Regions from separate parts of the Rattus norvegicus genome. Here region 1 is linked to region 2. A link is a contact called in public Hi-C data. All regions are on one chromosome and are shown on one strand. The core of a region is the stretch at or near the end of the contact, and the rest is flanking DNA. Distances in the headings are between cores, read along the strand shown.

Region 1 (2,700 bases), core at 4-2,503, 37 kb before region 2:
TGAAGAAGGCCCAGAACCCAAATGGCAGCTCTTGTTCTGGGGATACTGACCCTTTTCTGGTTTCATGGGCACTGCCCTGCACACAGGTGAATATATATACATGAAGACAAAACACTCATATATTCAGCATTCCTTATGAGGCACCAGCTCCCGACAATTTGGCTCACAAAGTTGTCAGAGAGGATTGGGAAAAAAAGCTCTGACCCTTAGTTCTGTGTCAACTGACATGGTTAGTTTCCCCTCAGGTTAGCATAGGCAGGACACTCTGGGTGTTCTGTAGGTGCTAGCTCTCCCTCTCTGTCCTTACATCACAGGCAGCAACCCCTCTGTCTAAGGTTATGCTTTGTCATAGCTTTTAGTCACGTCTGGTAGGTACCAGCTTCTTCATTGACATCCCATTATCAGGCCCTTCTTGTGGGTGAGAAATCCACAGGCCACAGCTACTAATGCAATTCCTGGTCAGCTTGCCCAAGGAACATCTGGGATGAGGGAGTGCTAGACAGTCAGCCTTCCTAATTTGAAAAGTAGGACTTGGAGCTGTGGGGGTGAAGCCTGCCTGTCCTCGTGAGTGGTGTAGAGCTAACAGAAGGGGGAAGACACTATTTGATCCTATATTTCCATCAGAGTTGGAAGGCCTACACCAAAAAGCTTTGAAGTTCTTTGGACCCCTGACGCCACTGCTGGAAAACCGTTTTCTGGAATCTGAGCTTACTTGATACTTGGAATCTCAACAGAAGTTCTGAACAGTTGCTTCACTCAGATTGGCCTAAGGCTCTGTGATGATAACCAAAGTCCTTGGGCCAGTGGTGGGTGTGACTTGAACATGGACATGGTCTGAGGTGGCCAGGGAGCTGGTACACGGGTTCATTTCATTTGGAAGAATTTTTCTTGCTTTTTTTATCCCCAAAGTACTTGATGCAGGCCTAGGGAGGAGGTGGTGGATCAGTGGCAGTGTGGGTCTAGTGTAAGTCCAGGGAGTTAATTCCAGCGCTTTCTCTCTCTCTCTCTCTCTCTCTCTCTCTCTCTCTCTCTCTCTCTCTCTCACACACACACACACACACACACACACACACACACACACACACACACACCCTACCCTATGTAGGGTTCTGATGACCACCCCTCTTGCACAACTTCCACACAAGTGCCTGTGGACCTTCTGCCTTTCTGGCAAGCAAGGCCTGGTGGGGAGACAATGCCTGGAGTGTAGCCAGAGGTGGGCCTGGAGGTAGAGAAGGCGCTCACCACCCAACTCTCAGTTTCCTTCCCTGCTACACTGCTCACCCCACCCCTCCCTTAACAGTCACAATAAGGGGAGGAGGATCTAGCAAGCTTGGTGTTCCCATTAGAGCATGGCAATTTAGGAAAACATCCTGGGGTAGGAAGGTCTGGGACCAGATGCTGATGCTAAATAAAAACGAAAAAGGACCTCCATGGAGGTGATCCAGGTCAGGAAGGCTGGAGGAAAGAGGCTAGGCAAGAAAGGGAGGAAATCGGGGGGGCTAGGGCAAAAGAGGACTTCTCCAGAAACTATTGAGAGAAAAGTAGATCATCACCTGAAAGGCCTGAGCAGTCCAGTGACAACAGAAGGTGAGGTAGATTCCACAGCCAGCCAGAATTAAAATAGAGTTGGCTTGAGAAGCCAAGCAGGGAGAGTTTTGTACAACAGCTTGAGGAGGGGGCTGTCTACTGTTTCCTGCTCTGACAATAACTGGTCATGGCTCCCCTCTTTTCTGGGAAATGAACTTCCGGTGCTGTGAAAAGCAAAGTAGGAGGGGGTCAGCTAAGAAAGGCTTGGCCACTGGCGGTTCCTAAACAGGATAAACTAAAGGTTGGCTCAGCTCAGAGCTCCCTGAGAAGTGGAGATCACGCAGGCAGCAGCCCTGTGCTCAGTATCGGAAGCAAAGGTGCTGAGTAGTCACTAGCTCGGAGGTGGCCACAGGTCTGCAGGAGAAGGAGAGTACTGCAGAAGCAGAAGCCACTGACCAATCCAAGTAAGCACTGAGGGTTAGGCCAAGGCACAGACAAGACCTACACAGGGCTGGAAGAGAGGGGCTCTCAAACTTGGAAAAGGCAGTCTGAGCAGGAACTGAACTTGTTGGGACAGTTCAGGCAGACCCAAAACTTGAAGCACTTAAGGTAACCCATCTCCTTGGTGGGTAAAGTGGGTGAGAAATGCCAGAAACGAGGCCAATCAAGCTAGCTGAAGGTCTACTTGAGTAAGATTAGGTCTCTGACACTTGGGACAGATAGGAAGACAGAATCAAGTCACAGATCCCACATCCAACTGGTATCCTTACAAAGCCCTGACCCAAAACCACTCTGCCTGACCAGAAGAAGGGAGATGCAGTGTTGGGAAGAGTTACAGATAGCAAAGGTACAGAACACTGGCTCCTCTTGTCTCTACACAGGGTAGAATCCAGTCAGGGATCCTGCTTGAGATGCAGAGAAAAGGAAAATTTAAAGTGATTAAGATCCCCTGTGAGAGGTTGGCCCCGAGCTATGGAAGACAGATTCAAGGCCTCTGACCAGCACAGAGATGCTTTCAGGGGACCGTGGGGGTGGTGAGGGAGCGAGGACTCCAGTGGGAGACTGGAATGTAAGAATAAGAACTTTGTTGCAGAGACAAAGATGACTCTTTGGTGTTGGCTGCATGGGTGTACAGTGGGCTAGGAGGAACTGAATGGAAAGGATGGGTCG
Region 2 (2,700 bases), core at 63-2,562:
TAATGTTTCCATTGCTGTAAACAGACACCATAACCAAGGCAACTTTTTAAAGGACATTTACTGGGGTTGGTTTACAGGTTCTGAGGCTCAGTCCATCATCATCAATGAGAAAAGTAATAGATATGCTTAAATTTGGAAGCCTAACTAAAGCTTTGTTCTAAGAGTTCTTTCAAAAAACAGTATTGTTTAGTAACGTGTCAGATTATGTTTCTCGTACCAGACAGAAGAGAACAAATCAGAACAGCTTTCTGTCCTCGTGGAAAGTGGGGGAGACAATAAACATAGGTAGTTATCATGAAGAAACTGACAGGTATGGTGGCACACACCTGTCATCTCAGTATTTGAAAAGTTGAGCCAGGAGGATTTCCAATGTGAGGCCAGCCTGAGCGGGCATAGGGAGACTCTGATTTAGAAAACAAACCCACCAACTATGCTAACCAAACCAAATAATCAAACATGGGGTTAGTGGTGGGAATAATGGGAAAGGCCAAGAAGCAGTCAGGATGGAAGCGACTTAAGATTTCAAGAAAGGCCTCTGTGACAGGGTAGGACATGAACGGGTCTAGAGGAAGGGTAAATGGTGTGCTAGTTGCCCACCCGAGAACGGAAGAAGGGCACACAAAAGATCCGTTGAACCCGAGACGTCTATTAGCCTAGGGTTTCGAGCGAGCGATCAAGCAGACCCTAGGGGTTGGCATCCAGTTCAGGCTTCCACTTAAATACTAGGCGACTCCGGTCACGCGCTCCGCACTGTGCTAAGCGCCGGGGGCACCTACATGACAGGGCTGTGCTGGCGTGGTAAAAGCCGTCGTTTCCGGGCGCTGTCTGAGACCACAGAGACCATGAGAAAGGTTATGGAGAGCGAAGACGGCCTGGCTTACAGTCGAGCTCGACCCAGGGAGCCGACTCCAGCCCGGGCGGCGACCGACTCGCGAGCTGCGTCACAAAGCACCTAGTGGACGCTCGATTCTGGAGCAGCGCGGCGCGGCCTGTCCCTCAGAGCCGCAGGAGGTGGGCGGCGCGCCCACCAAGGGCACGCGACGCGCCCACCAAGGGCACGCGACGCCCTCTGCAGGCCGCGGGCGGCAACACACTGGTAGCCTAATCTTCCCTCGCTCTTCCCGCTTCTTCCTCAGGCTACATTTTTTTTTTCTCCCGCTAGAGTATCAGCCTCCGACTTCCGTTCTTCCCCTCCACTTCCAGGTGTGTCCGTGTCTTCTCGGGGAAACAGCCAATAAAGTTTTTCTCCTTCTCGCTCCCAGGGGCCCCGCCTCAACTGTAAATATCGCGAGATCTGGAGGCGCGGCTACCATGGCGGCGGCGTTTGAAGCTCTACCGGCCTCGACAACCTCCGAATCCGCTATGGCGGCGGAGCTTGAGGCCGCACCGGTTCCGGCTGCGGAGCCAACTCCCGCCTCCCCGTGGAACCTGCGGACCGCTCACGACATCGGCGGGCCGCGCACACGTACCGGGGACGTGGTGCTGGCGGAGCCTGCGGACTTCGAGTCGTTGCTGCTGTCGCGGCCCGTGCTGGAGGGGCTGCGGGCGGCCGGCTTCGAGAGGCCCTCTCCCGTGCAGCTCAAGGCCATCCCGCTGGGGCGCTGCGGGCTTGGTGAGGACCAGGGCCAGCCGGAGGCAGGGTGGCGGCGTGGCCCCAGAGAGCTCCCGGTCCGCGCCATTGCAGGGCTCAGGCCAGGCTGTAGGCGCGCAATTGAATTTGAAGATGCTTAAGACTTTCTGTTTCTAGCCTGGAGTCCAAGTTGGAGAAGATCAGCGGTAGAGATTCAGGGGGCAAGGGGTTAGGAGAAATAGCTCGGTGGTTAAGAGATTGAGGTATCAAGCACGCCTCCTGCACGTCTGAGAGTCAACTAAAATACAGGTGGCAACTAGGTGCTCATAGGAAAGAACCTGTTCGTTCTCTTTTCCCGTATTTGGTATCTGGTATCTGGTGGCTTCAGTGAATCTCGGTAATGATACATATATAATTCTTTTCTTCCTCAGATTTAATTGTTCAAGCTAAATCTGGCACTGGAAAAACTTGTGTATTCTCCACCATTGCTCTGGACTCCCTTATTCTTGAAAACTATAGTACTCAGGTGAGTTTAACTCAGGATCCAGAAGAGTGTGTGTAGCACGTGGACTCTATTGAGAGTTATGAAAAACTAGTAGCTCCTACAGATGGTGAGTTTTATTATGAACGGGAACCAAAGCACATGAAAGTTACAGAAGTAATCGAGGTGGTAACCTTGGTGAGTTGTGGCCAAGAATATCATTATTAGTATTTTAAACTTGTAATTTTCTGTAATAAGTACATCTTGACTATTTGTCAATTGGAATCATTACATAATTAAAAATTCTGTTACTGACTGGATTGGGGTTAGACATAGAAGGTAGAAGTTCTGGATTATATGCTATGCTAGGGCAGAAATTTCAGATGATTCTCAAAGCCTTGCGAGTGTGTTGTATTGATCTCTCATTTTCTAGGTTGCCTCTGATGGTTTTAGGATTATTTTACTCAAATTAGTAGATTTGGGTTGGGGGGGTTGTTCATTAAAAAGCTTTGTTCGGCCAGTGTTACATATGAATGGTATCCTAGGCACTAGGGGTTAAGCAGCGAATTAGATGTGATCCTAACACTGTCTGGAGTGTTGTAGTGATGGCTGACTTCATTTAAGTTCAAGAGTGGCTTTTATGATTATG

The links. Hi-C and Micro-C count contacts between places; a contact is called where the count stands out from the background.
Region 1: a Hi-C map of Schwann cells shows a contact between it and region 2, with 5 times the contacts expected there. The contact joins the enhancer-like site here to the promoter of Ddx20 in region 2. A contact is called at or near these places in 11 of 12 Hi-C or Micro-C datasets (the A7r5 cell line, the Rat2 cell line, Schwann cells and 7 more) and 1 of 1 datasets of contacts at active chromatin or transcription factors (oligodendrocytes).

What each region holds. Positions count from the first base shown.
Region 1 is chr2:195,890,539-195,893,238 of GRCr8, reverse strand. No RefSeq gene overlaps it. Among named protein-coding and RNA genes, the nearest start is that of Inka2, 18 kb to the right of the region's middle. Within about 2 kb of position 1,253, at least 6 of the 93 cell types and tissues checked have an H3K27ac peak or open chromatin away from gene starts, as enhancers often do. A contact at or near this core is called in Schwann cells, where this site is marked.
Region 2 is chr2:195,853,708-195,856,407 of GRCr8, reverse strand. It overlaps Ddx20 (DEAD-box helicase 20), which reads left to right and starts at 1,312. Exons shown (of 11, transcript NM_001191711.1): 1 at 1,312-1,612; 2 at 2,002-2,096. The coding sequence starts at 1,312.